3 separate regions of the Sus scrofa genome follow, and regions 2 and 3 are each linked to region 1. A link is a contact called in public Hi-C data. All regions are on one chromosome and are shown on one strand. The core of a region is the stretch at or near the end of the contact, and the rest is flanking DNA. Distances in the headings are between cores, read along the strand shown.

Evidence for each region. Hi-C and Micro-C count contacts between places; a contact is called where the count stands out from the background.
Region 2: a Hi-C map of liver shows a contact between it and region 1, with 2.8 times the contacts expected there. The contact joins the enhancer-like site here to the promoter of TXN2 in region 1. A contact is called at or near these places in 16 of 47 Hi-C or Micro-C datasets (adipocytes, blood, embryonic fibroblasts and 10 more) and 2 of 2 datasets of contacts at active chromatin or transcription factors (alveolar macrophages and skeletal muscle).
Region 3: a Hi-C map of liver shows a contact between it and region 1, with 4 times the contacts expected there. The contact joins the promoter of MYH9 here to the promoter of TXN2 in region 1. A contact is called at or near these places in 3 of 5 promoter capture datasets (fetal liver, fetal skeletal muscle and liver), 20 of 47 Hi-C or Micro-C datasets (alveolar macrophages, blood, embryonic fibroblasts and 12 more) and 2 of 2 datasets of contacts at active chromatin or transcription factors (alveolar macrophages and skeletal muscle).

Annotation. Positions count from the first base shown.
Region 1 is chr5:11,263,048-11,266,072 of Sscrofa11.1, forward strand. It overlaps TXN2 (thioredoxin 2), which reads left to right and starts at 1,423. Exons shown (of 4, transcript NM_001243705.1): 1 at 1,423-1,611; 2 at 2,396-2,658. The coding sequence starts at 2,396.
Region 2 is chr5:11,384,530-11,387,554 of Sscrofa11.1, forward strand. The region is part of intron 1 of MYH9 (myosin-9); the gene reads left to right. Among named protein-coding and RNA genes, the nearest start is that of MYH9, 20 kb to the left of the region's middle. Within about 2 kb of position 1,547, at least 37 of the 83 cell types and tissues checked have an H3K27ac peak or open chromatin away from gene starts, as enhancers often do. A contact at or near this core is called in fetal liver, liver, mesenteric adipose tissue and 1 more, where this site is marked.
Region 3 is chr5:11,364,174-11,367,198 of Sscrofa11.1, forward strand. It overlaps MYH9 (myosin-9), which reads left to right and starts at 1,430. Exons shown (of 45, transcript XM_021091538.1): 1 at 1,430-1,650.

The DNA.
Region 1 (3,025 bases), core at 173-2,672:
CCAATTTACCTGCTTCCTGACCTTGGCCTGGGAACTTCTGCATGCTGCAGGTGTGGCCAAAAAAAAAAAAAAAAAAAGAAGAGGAAAAATACACTCAGCTTAATAAGCATCTATGGAACATCCTTGGTGAGCCAGGTTGTATCAGGTTGGTGCTGGGTGTATGGACATGTGTAAAAGCTGGAGATCCCTATGCTCAGGGAGCATATGGTCTCACGGGAGAGACAGACACTGTGCAGTGTGTTATGGACAAAGCACCAGAGAGAAAAAGGCAATTAATGCTGCTCAAGAAGTATGAGTAGGTGTTCTACCGAGTGGACATAGAAAAAAGGCTTTCAAGTTAAGCAAAGGCAGGGAGGAGGGAGAAGCATTGATTTATTCATAGAACCATAAGAAGTTATGAGTGGTTGTAAGGTCTTAGAGCCAGATTTAATCCCTCAAACTGCCGACTCCCTTATCTTGTTCAACCAAGAGCAGCCTGTTCTGGAATGATGACTGCCCTAACTGCATTTTGTCTTTGCTAATCTTCAGTTCCCACCATATCATGGAACATTGTTACAACCCCTCACCTCTCCTCCTACCCCTCCCATGTAGCCTGATGCCAGCCCTGACACTGGTTACTTTAGCCACAAGCCTCTATAAAACCTATTCCCCCGCTAATACCAGGGAGCCTGTGCTTTCTCTCAGTGCTTCTGGCCATCTTCTGTTCAGTAAACCTACTTGAAGCCTCAACGCTCTGGACTCTCTGCCTCTATTTCTGCTCTGAAACCCCACAGCCCTTTCCTGCTCTAACATAGGTAAAGGGTGCAAGGGAGACAAGGGGTGGCTGTGAGACCAGCCTGAGACACACAAATGCCTAGACTCCTGTTGTCCATGACAGCGACAATGGGTGAGAAAGGAAGGCCCAGGCCCAGGTAGATTCAGGGATCATCACACTTTGCCTGGGGCCTCAGAGGCAGGCCCTCCAAGTATCACTACCAGTTGGCATCTTGTCTGGGCCCAGTTTCTCAGCAATCCCAAAGAGACAAGGGTGGAAGACAAGCTGAGCTTTTCATGTCACATTTTGGGAAACTGAAGTCCCCAAGGGCAGGAAGACTTGCTCGAAACCACGAAGTTATACAGTCACATATGACAAATACGAGTCAGCGTTCTCTGGACTCCCAACTGAAGTCTTTTGCTTCGAAGCGACATTAGGACAATGAGACAAAAGGGTGGACATGCTGGTCAGCAAGTGTTTGCAAACTCGAGGACCACGCCTCCCCACCGCCCTTCTCTCCGCCCCCCCCCCTCCCTGGCACTCCCGCCTCCTTCCCCTCCTCTTCCGGACCCTCCTCCGGAGCCCTCCGGCCTCTTCCTGTCCCTCCCCAATGATCCGCCCCTCTTCCGGTTCCTCCCCTAAGAGCCCGCCCATCTTCCGGTGTCTCTTTTCAAGAACGCTTCTCTTCCGGTCCCTAACGGAGGCTCCGCCCGTGCCTGCCCTCTAGTTGAGGACTTGCTCAGGTTGCCTTTCCCGGAAGTGACGCTAAGGCCCGCCCCTCAGGAAGTGACGACAGAAGTGCCCTTGACCGGTGGGGCGGGCCGTGCTGTGCGTCGCTTCGCTCTCGTTGCTGGGAGGTAGGGGCCCTGTGGGGATGGTTCGAAGTGGTATCGCGGCTGAGGCGCCTCTGCAGGCGCGTTCCCATGCAGGCCGATGGCCGAGCGGGCAGAAACCCTGGGTGGGAGGAACTTGCCATTCGGGGAGCCGGGGTTCCCAGTTCCTTCCACACACACGTCCCTTCTTTATTAATTCCCCCCCCACCTGCTCCCGTGTCACTTCGTTCCTATTTGAATTGTTGCTTGTCTTCTTTCCTGAACCTTTGACAACTCTCCTTTGTCTTTAATTTCCCATTAAAACTCCTTTTAAAAGAGTAATCGATAGAGTAAGGACTTTTCAGACTGTCGTGGGCTCTAGTGTCGACTCTCCTTTAATAATTGGGTTGCTTTGGATATGTCACAATTTGCTTGAGCTTCTAAGTCCTTATCTATAATATGAGCAGTAGTACAGTAGAAACTTCTTCATCGTTGATCTGGGAGGACTCTAATGCCTGTAAGATACCTATCTCTTAGCAGGTGCTCCATAAATATTGATTCCTTCCCCCCTTCCGTCTGTTGTAATTTCACCAATATCCTGCTTTTTGGGTTGTCGACCTAGTTTTCCCATCCTGGTTTTCGATTCCTTTTTCCCCTTGATTCTCATTCTTTACTCACTTTTCCTCCAGAAGTCTTATGTATTATTTCCCAACATTTTGTTTCTGGCCCTGCATCTTGAGCCCCCTGGTACTCCCACATACCTTTCTGATTTCTGGTGTGTTGACTTCCTGTTCTTTGCCCCTACTCTTCCTACCTCTTCCCTTCACAGATGGCTCAGCGTCTTCTCCTGAGGAGGTTCCTGGCCTCTGTAGTCTCCAGGAAGCCCTCTCATAGTCGGTGGGCACCCCTCGCTTCCAGAGCCCTGCAGACCCCACAGCTCAGCCTTAGTAACCTGACAGGAACACCCAGCCAAGCCCGGTCATTATACACTACCCAGGTCTGTACAACAACCTTTAACATCCAGGATGGACCTGACTTTCAAGACCGAGTTGTCAACAGTGAGACGCCAGTGGTTGTGGATTTCCATGCACAGTGAGTCCTGGGGGGGTCAGTAGAAGACTGGGTGTCACTTGTTCTGGTATTTATTGAGCACCTGCTATGTCTCAGTACTATGTTTGATGCTTCTCACATAGAGATCGGTGAGACCGAATCCCTTATCTCAAAGATTAGTGTAGTTTGGTAGGAAACCGACTAGTAGGAGTTCCCGTTGTGGCTCAGCAGGCTGAGAACCCAACTAGTATTCGTGAGGATGTGGGTTCGATCCCTGGCCTCGCTCAATGGGTTAATGGTCTGGTGTTGATGTGGCTGTGGTGTAGGCCGGCAGCTGTAGCTCCTATTTGACCCCTAGCCTGGGAACGTCCATATGCTGCAGGTGAGGCCCAAAAGAGAAAGGAAGAGG
Region 2 (3,025 bases), core at 297-2,796, 120 kb after region 1:
CTATCAAGCCCCGCTGCTCCTGCAGCTCACTTTGGTCCCCACTGTAGTTCCGTGAGTGGAGTGGTCCTCTGACCACATTGCAGGGACGTGCCGTCAGCTCCATCTGCAGGGGGCTACACCGCTGCACGCCCTTCTGTCCTCACCGCGGCCCTGGGGGGCAGCTGGCAGCATCCCCGTTTTACAGATGGAGAAGCCCAGGCCCCAGGGTCCCTGTTCTCTTAGTAAAGTGGTGGGTCTGCAGCTTCCAGGCCAGTCTGGCTGCCTCCTAAGTCTGCCTCTTTCTAAGACGCCTTCCGAAAAGGTCATGAATAAGTTATCACCACTTGGCAGGTCTCTCTCCCTTTCAGAGTCGACTTAAATGACTGCTCGATCAATCCAGGAAGATCGTTGACCTTCTGGCCAGTCCTGCGTCTCTTAGAAACAAAACGGACATTAGTGTACATCAGCTTTAGCTGGAAGGGGGACTGAGAAGACTGAGAACCGTGATCATATATGATCCTGGGTGGCCACAGAGAAGGCTCAGCCCATTCTGGGCCTTTCCTGCCTTGTCTGCTAAAGAGAGTCTGTCACTTGGGTTTGGAAAATAAGATGCAGGATTACTGGGCTTAACCTTAGGCCCTTGAAGAATGGGTGGCAGAGAGTCTGCTGGGCGTGGTCCTTGAAGTTTGGAATTTTGGGGAGACTGGAACCTTCCCCATGTTTTCAGGTCATAATGTATTGCTCAGTCCCTACGCAGGCGGGCCCATGATGGCCTTAAGCTCTCAGCCCAGCAGGAATGGGATCGAGATGGCTGTTGGTGGTAGTGGCTACGATACTCAGGGATTTTGTTTGTTTTTTGGATCATTTAAACGTTACTCAGAATAACCAGCTGCCAAAGGCCCGGTGGGTCCCGGGCTGAGTGGTCTTCATAATTGTCTTTCATTTCTGACCCCGGATTGGTTTCTCGGCCACCGTGCTGTGGACTCAGGAAACCAGCCTGTTGCACTTTCCCATAGAGACAGCGGCTGTATAATTAAATCTTCTCAGTATGGTTATTTTTCTGCGTTGGGTCTCAGCAAACTGTGTTCACATGCTTGGGGAAAGAAAAACTGTCCTATCAGCAGAACCGAAGGGAAGGAATAACTTCACTGCAGGAATCCGAAGGTTCTCGTGTGTGAAGCTCTGCTAGGCTGGGGCGGGGGTGGGGGCGGGGGGGGGTGCTCTCTGCGGGAGGGCACGGTGATGTGTTCAGTGTGCAGTTCCTGACGGGAAGGAAGCCAAGCAGTTCTGTCACCCTTGTGAAACCTGGAGTGCATGGGGGGGTGGGGTGGGGGAGTGATAATCTGTACCTGACTGCTTGGGAGGGGGGCCCCACCCCCATTTCTGAAAAGACTTCCCTGCACTTTCTCTTGGGCAGCTGAGTAGAAGCTCCTTACCAAGTAGGTGAGGCACATGTGTGATCTCACTGCACAAATATTGAGCCAATTAAAAGCAAAGTCAAGGTCCAGCGCAGACAGACGACTGAGCCATAGGTCCAGCCAGCGGCTGCCTGCCTGGCCTCTTCCCTGTAAAAGAGAGCTGCATTGCTGAGAGCTGCATTGCTGATGTGCCTGACACCAGACAGGAGGGCCTAGGAGGGAGCAGCTGCTCTCCTGGACGGCCGGCTTCCCGAGGACACAATGCGAGCTGCGAACCCAGGCGTCCTCAACAGTCTAGTTCACTTCCACACGCACGGGCGGAGGCTCCTGACCCTCTCTGAGTGTGGAGTAGAGGGCCCATCCTCGCCTTCAGGAAGTTCTAGGGCCCTTGGGGACAAGCAGAGAGGGCTGTGGTTCTGGGACAGGCAGACTGTGCTGGAGCAGGCCTGCGGGCGGAGAGGGCGAGAGGGATAACGCACTGGGTGTTAGGAAAGGCTGCCTGGGTGAGTGGGGATTGTGATGGAGCCAAGACTGTCCCCTGGGGAGCCGAGGCCAGAATGAGAGTGTCCGGCAGGGGACGAGAAGTGGGGCTGGAAAGGTAGTTGGAGGCCTTGTTGAGGGAAGGCCCTGGGGTCTTTCTCTTTAGGTGGGAGGGACCATCATGCTGCCTATGGTAGAATTCTTGAATAGCAGAGCCGTGTTGCAACTCTTAACTGCTTCCTGCCCCGTGAGCTGATTCTTTAAGACCCTACCTGGTGGGGAGTTCCCGTTGTGGCTCAGTGGTAACGAACCCATGAGGACATTGGTTTGATCCCTGGCCTTGCTCAGTGGGTTAAGGATCTGGTGTGGCTGTGGCGTGGGCCAGCAGTTGCAGCTCCAGTTAGACCCCTAGCCTGGGAACTCCCCCCGCCCCCCAAAAAGGACTGTGCCTTGTGGCCCTAAGGTCAGGATGGTGTCTTCGTGGAGGCCCAGCGGGCACTTTGGTCCCCATGACACAGGATGCAGATCTGTGCTGGAGTGTTCCTGGGATGCTGGGTCCCTTCTCACTTAGGAGGACATGACTGAGGGGGGCTGTTCTGATAGTAGCTCCGAGGTTGAAGTCTGTGCCTGCCTTTGTGCCTCTCTTGTGGCGGGTGACCTCTTTCTCGGTAGCCCTGTCGTGGGACTGGAAGCCCCCTCCTGGCTGATGCGGGGTACTTTCCAACTGCCGACTTCTGGTTGCCCCCCTAAATTGAGGTCAGGGAGGGTGATCTTTTTAAAATACAAATCCAATGATGTCACCCCCAACCCCCACCCCCATCCCTAAAATAAAGTCCACATTCCTCCGAGGGGCTGATAAGATACCGAGTGAGCAGCTGCACACATCCCCCTCCGCCAGCCTCCTCTCTGGCTCCTGCCCCGCCCGCCCGCCGCCCCACCGCCTGCTCTAAATTCTGGTGTCAGTTTTGATGGTCTGTGTTCCTTGGGTGCAGGCCCTGCACCCAGGTGCACCCTGGGGCTCTCAGGAGCCCTGGGAAGCCCCTCCAGGAGGCCTCTTAAGGAGGGAAGGGCAAAGGGGGGGTTCTGGAGCTCTGGTGCTAAATTCCTCTCTGGCCTGTCAATGGTCTGGTTTTCTTATCTGCTCAGCA
Region 3 (3,025 bases), core at 180-2,679, 100 kb after region 1:
TACGCCAGAGCCACAGCAACTCGGGATCCGAGCCGCGTCTGCAACCTACACCACAGCTCACAGCAACGCAGGATCGTTAACCCACTGAGCAAGGGCAGGGACCGAACCCGAAACCTCATGGTTCCTAGCCGGATCCGTTAACCACTGAGCCACGACAGGAACTCCTTACTTCTTCTTTTTAAGTCATCTTTTTCTTTTCGGTCATTTTTATTTTGGAGTTATTTACTTATTTATTTTTTAATGGCCGTAGAAGAGTTCTTTACACATCATTGATAATAATTCTTTGTCACAGAGTTGCAAAATCTGTTTTCCAGTTTTCTCTTGACTTTAGATCGCACTTCTTTTGAAGTTCATTTGGAAGAATAGTTTAGTCATGATCGGAAGAACATTCCAAAAAGAAAGAGTAATGAGAAATTTGCCCCTTTAGATATATAATGTATTATGAAGCTACCATCCTTAAAGCATTGTGGAACTGGCACAGGAACACACAGAAAGATCAATGGATACACCTCAGAAATAGATCCAAGAATATATGAGTTCGGTAGGTGGTGATGGTGTGTGGACAGCTGGCTATCACAAAAATTATGTTAGATTTCTTTCCCACTTCAAAATCAGAATGAATTCCAAATGGATTAAAAATGTAAACAATTCTTTTAAAAATTAAAAAATTTAATCCTCTTGTAGGCAGAAACCGAAAAAAAAACAAAGTGTGCTTTGCCTACCTAGGAAAAAAACCTAAGAAAACATTTTGCAAAAATATCTGAAAGGAAGATAGAGGTAAAGAGCAGCACTCCAGGCTGAGGGAACCCGTTTGAGCAACGGTCTGGAGGCTGAAAGACTCCCGGCCCACTCTAAAAAGAGGGTCAGGGATCGAACTCAGGGCTCCCACAACGGATCCAGGGCTGAGTCCATGTCCGCCCCCACAGGCCATCTTAATTGTAAAACAGCACTTTTCCCATATATGGTACTTCATATGTGTTCTGGTAGGATGACATGGGTCACGGAAATCAGCTCGCGGGGCGGGGTGTCAGAATCCCGGACCTTCCCAGCCTCCTCCCGCCCCACCTCGCCCTGGCTCGGGCAGTGCACCAAAATCCCGGCCTGGAGCCCGCTGAGAGTCTCCTCCTCCTGATTGGACTCTCACTGTGTCAATCCGGTTCCTGGAACCTGGATGCTCTTTGGTTCCGCCCTAGGGGGCGGGGCTCGCGCCTAGGAAGCGCGGGGGAAGGTGCAGAAGGCGGAGGTGGGGGCGGATGGGGAGGATGAATCCCACCCCTCTGGCCCCACAGGCTCCTCCCGCCTCCTTCTTACAGGTCCAGGTGCCTGTCCATCTTAACCACAAGCGGGCTGGAGTGGGTGCAACAGCCTGGGGGGCGTGTACGTCCCTCCAGGCTCCGCCCCACAGCCGGCGCTGGGCTCCGAATGGGCGGGCACTGCGAGGGCGGGGCGGGAAGGAGGCGAGGAGCTGAGCAGGGTGCGGTGAGGCGCGCAGATCACCGCGGTTCCTGGGCAGGGCACCGAAGTCTGAGCGAGGCTGACCTGCTGCAGCTCCCGCCTCGCGCGCTCGCCCCACTCCACTGTCGCCTGAGCTCTAGAGAAAGCCCTCTCGGGAGAAGCAGCTTCAGTTCCCTCGGGCAGATCCAGGTTCAGGTGAGCTAGCCCCACCGGCGGGTCCCGCCCGGGCAGGCGGGCGGGGGCGGGGGCGACGGGAAGCGCGGCGTCTGGAGCAAGCCGGCAGACCTGTGGTTCTCGGCCGCCTCGCGGCCAGTGACCGACTTGGGCGGGCACGAACGCTGCGGGGCCCGGCCGGGGCACTGCATCCTTCGCGGAGAGGGTCCGGGACCCTTGCGCGGGCGCTAGGGGACGGCGCCCCTGGAAGCGAGGCCTCGGGAGCAGAGGAAGTCTTCGGGGCCGGGCGCTCCCCGGAAACCCCCAATCCTCTCCACTCTCCCGTCGGCGCACTCCGCCTGCCGGGCACCCGGCAGCCTCGACCTACCCCAGCTGCCGGGGCACGGGCCCCGCCCTCGCCTCGCCCAGTGCCCAAGTTAGGCAAACTTTTTAACCCCTTCCGGGAGCCTCTGTGCCTCGGACCCAGCCGCGTGGGTGAGAGTAGGGAGGGGGGTCTTGGAGCCCGGGCTTCTTTGGAAGTTTCCAGGCGTTTTCGAAACCGAGGTAACGGACAGACAGGGACCGTTTGGCAGCTGTCAGGGCGTCCTACTGACTCAGAATCGGACAATCCTGCAGCAGACATTGAGCTCCGCTCAGTTTCCGCCCTCCGCTACCGACTTCCTTATTTGCCCGTCTGTGATCGGCAGGGGGAGGAGGGGGACCGGGCGAGGTGCGGGTGGGTGCACCGGGAAGAGGGACCTGGCGGGGATCCGGGCTCGAGGAAGGAAAGACTTGCCTTTCCCCCGCTGACCCTCATCCTTTGACTTATCCCCGGGAGAGACAGGCCCGGGAAGGCCCGCAGCCATCTCCGAGGTCCCGGCGCGCACCTGATTCCACCGCACCTGCGGGCCGACCCACCGGGGCGGGGGCGGGGAGAGCTGCTCCCAGCTCCTTCACGACCTGGCCTGGGCTGTTGCATCGTCCCTGTTTGGGCCAGATCCAGGGCTTTCTACTTATCCCCCACCCCCACCCCGTCAATTTCCCTGGGCTGGGTGCTCACCCCTTGCTGTCCTGGGGCCGCGCCCAGGGCAGGACTGCACCCCCCCCTCCCAGCTCTCCCAGAGCCCCGGCGTCTCAAACGGAGACCGAGAACCCCGCTGGACCACGTTGCCGGCTGTGTTGAGTTGGGGGCAGGGTGAGCGCTGGGGTTGTTGTCTGTGGCCCCACCCAGCCGGTGTGGGGAGAAGGTTCCTGGGAAGTCCCAGGTCCTGGAGACCGGCGGCTCTCTCCGCTGGGTAATTGAGAGGCCCAGTCACTTCTTGGTTCACTGCACCCTTTCCTGGCTTTAACAGGATTGCAAAGTAACTGTTGAGTAACTTGAAGGAGAAGAGCTATAGCGCCTTCCTGCAACACTGTG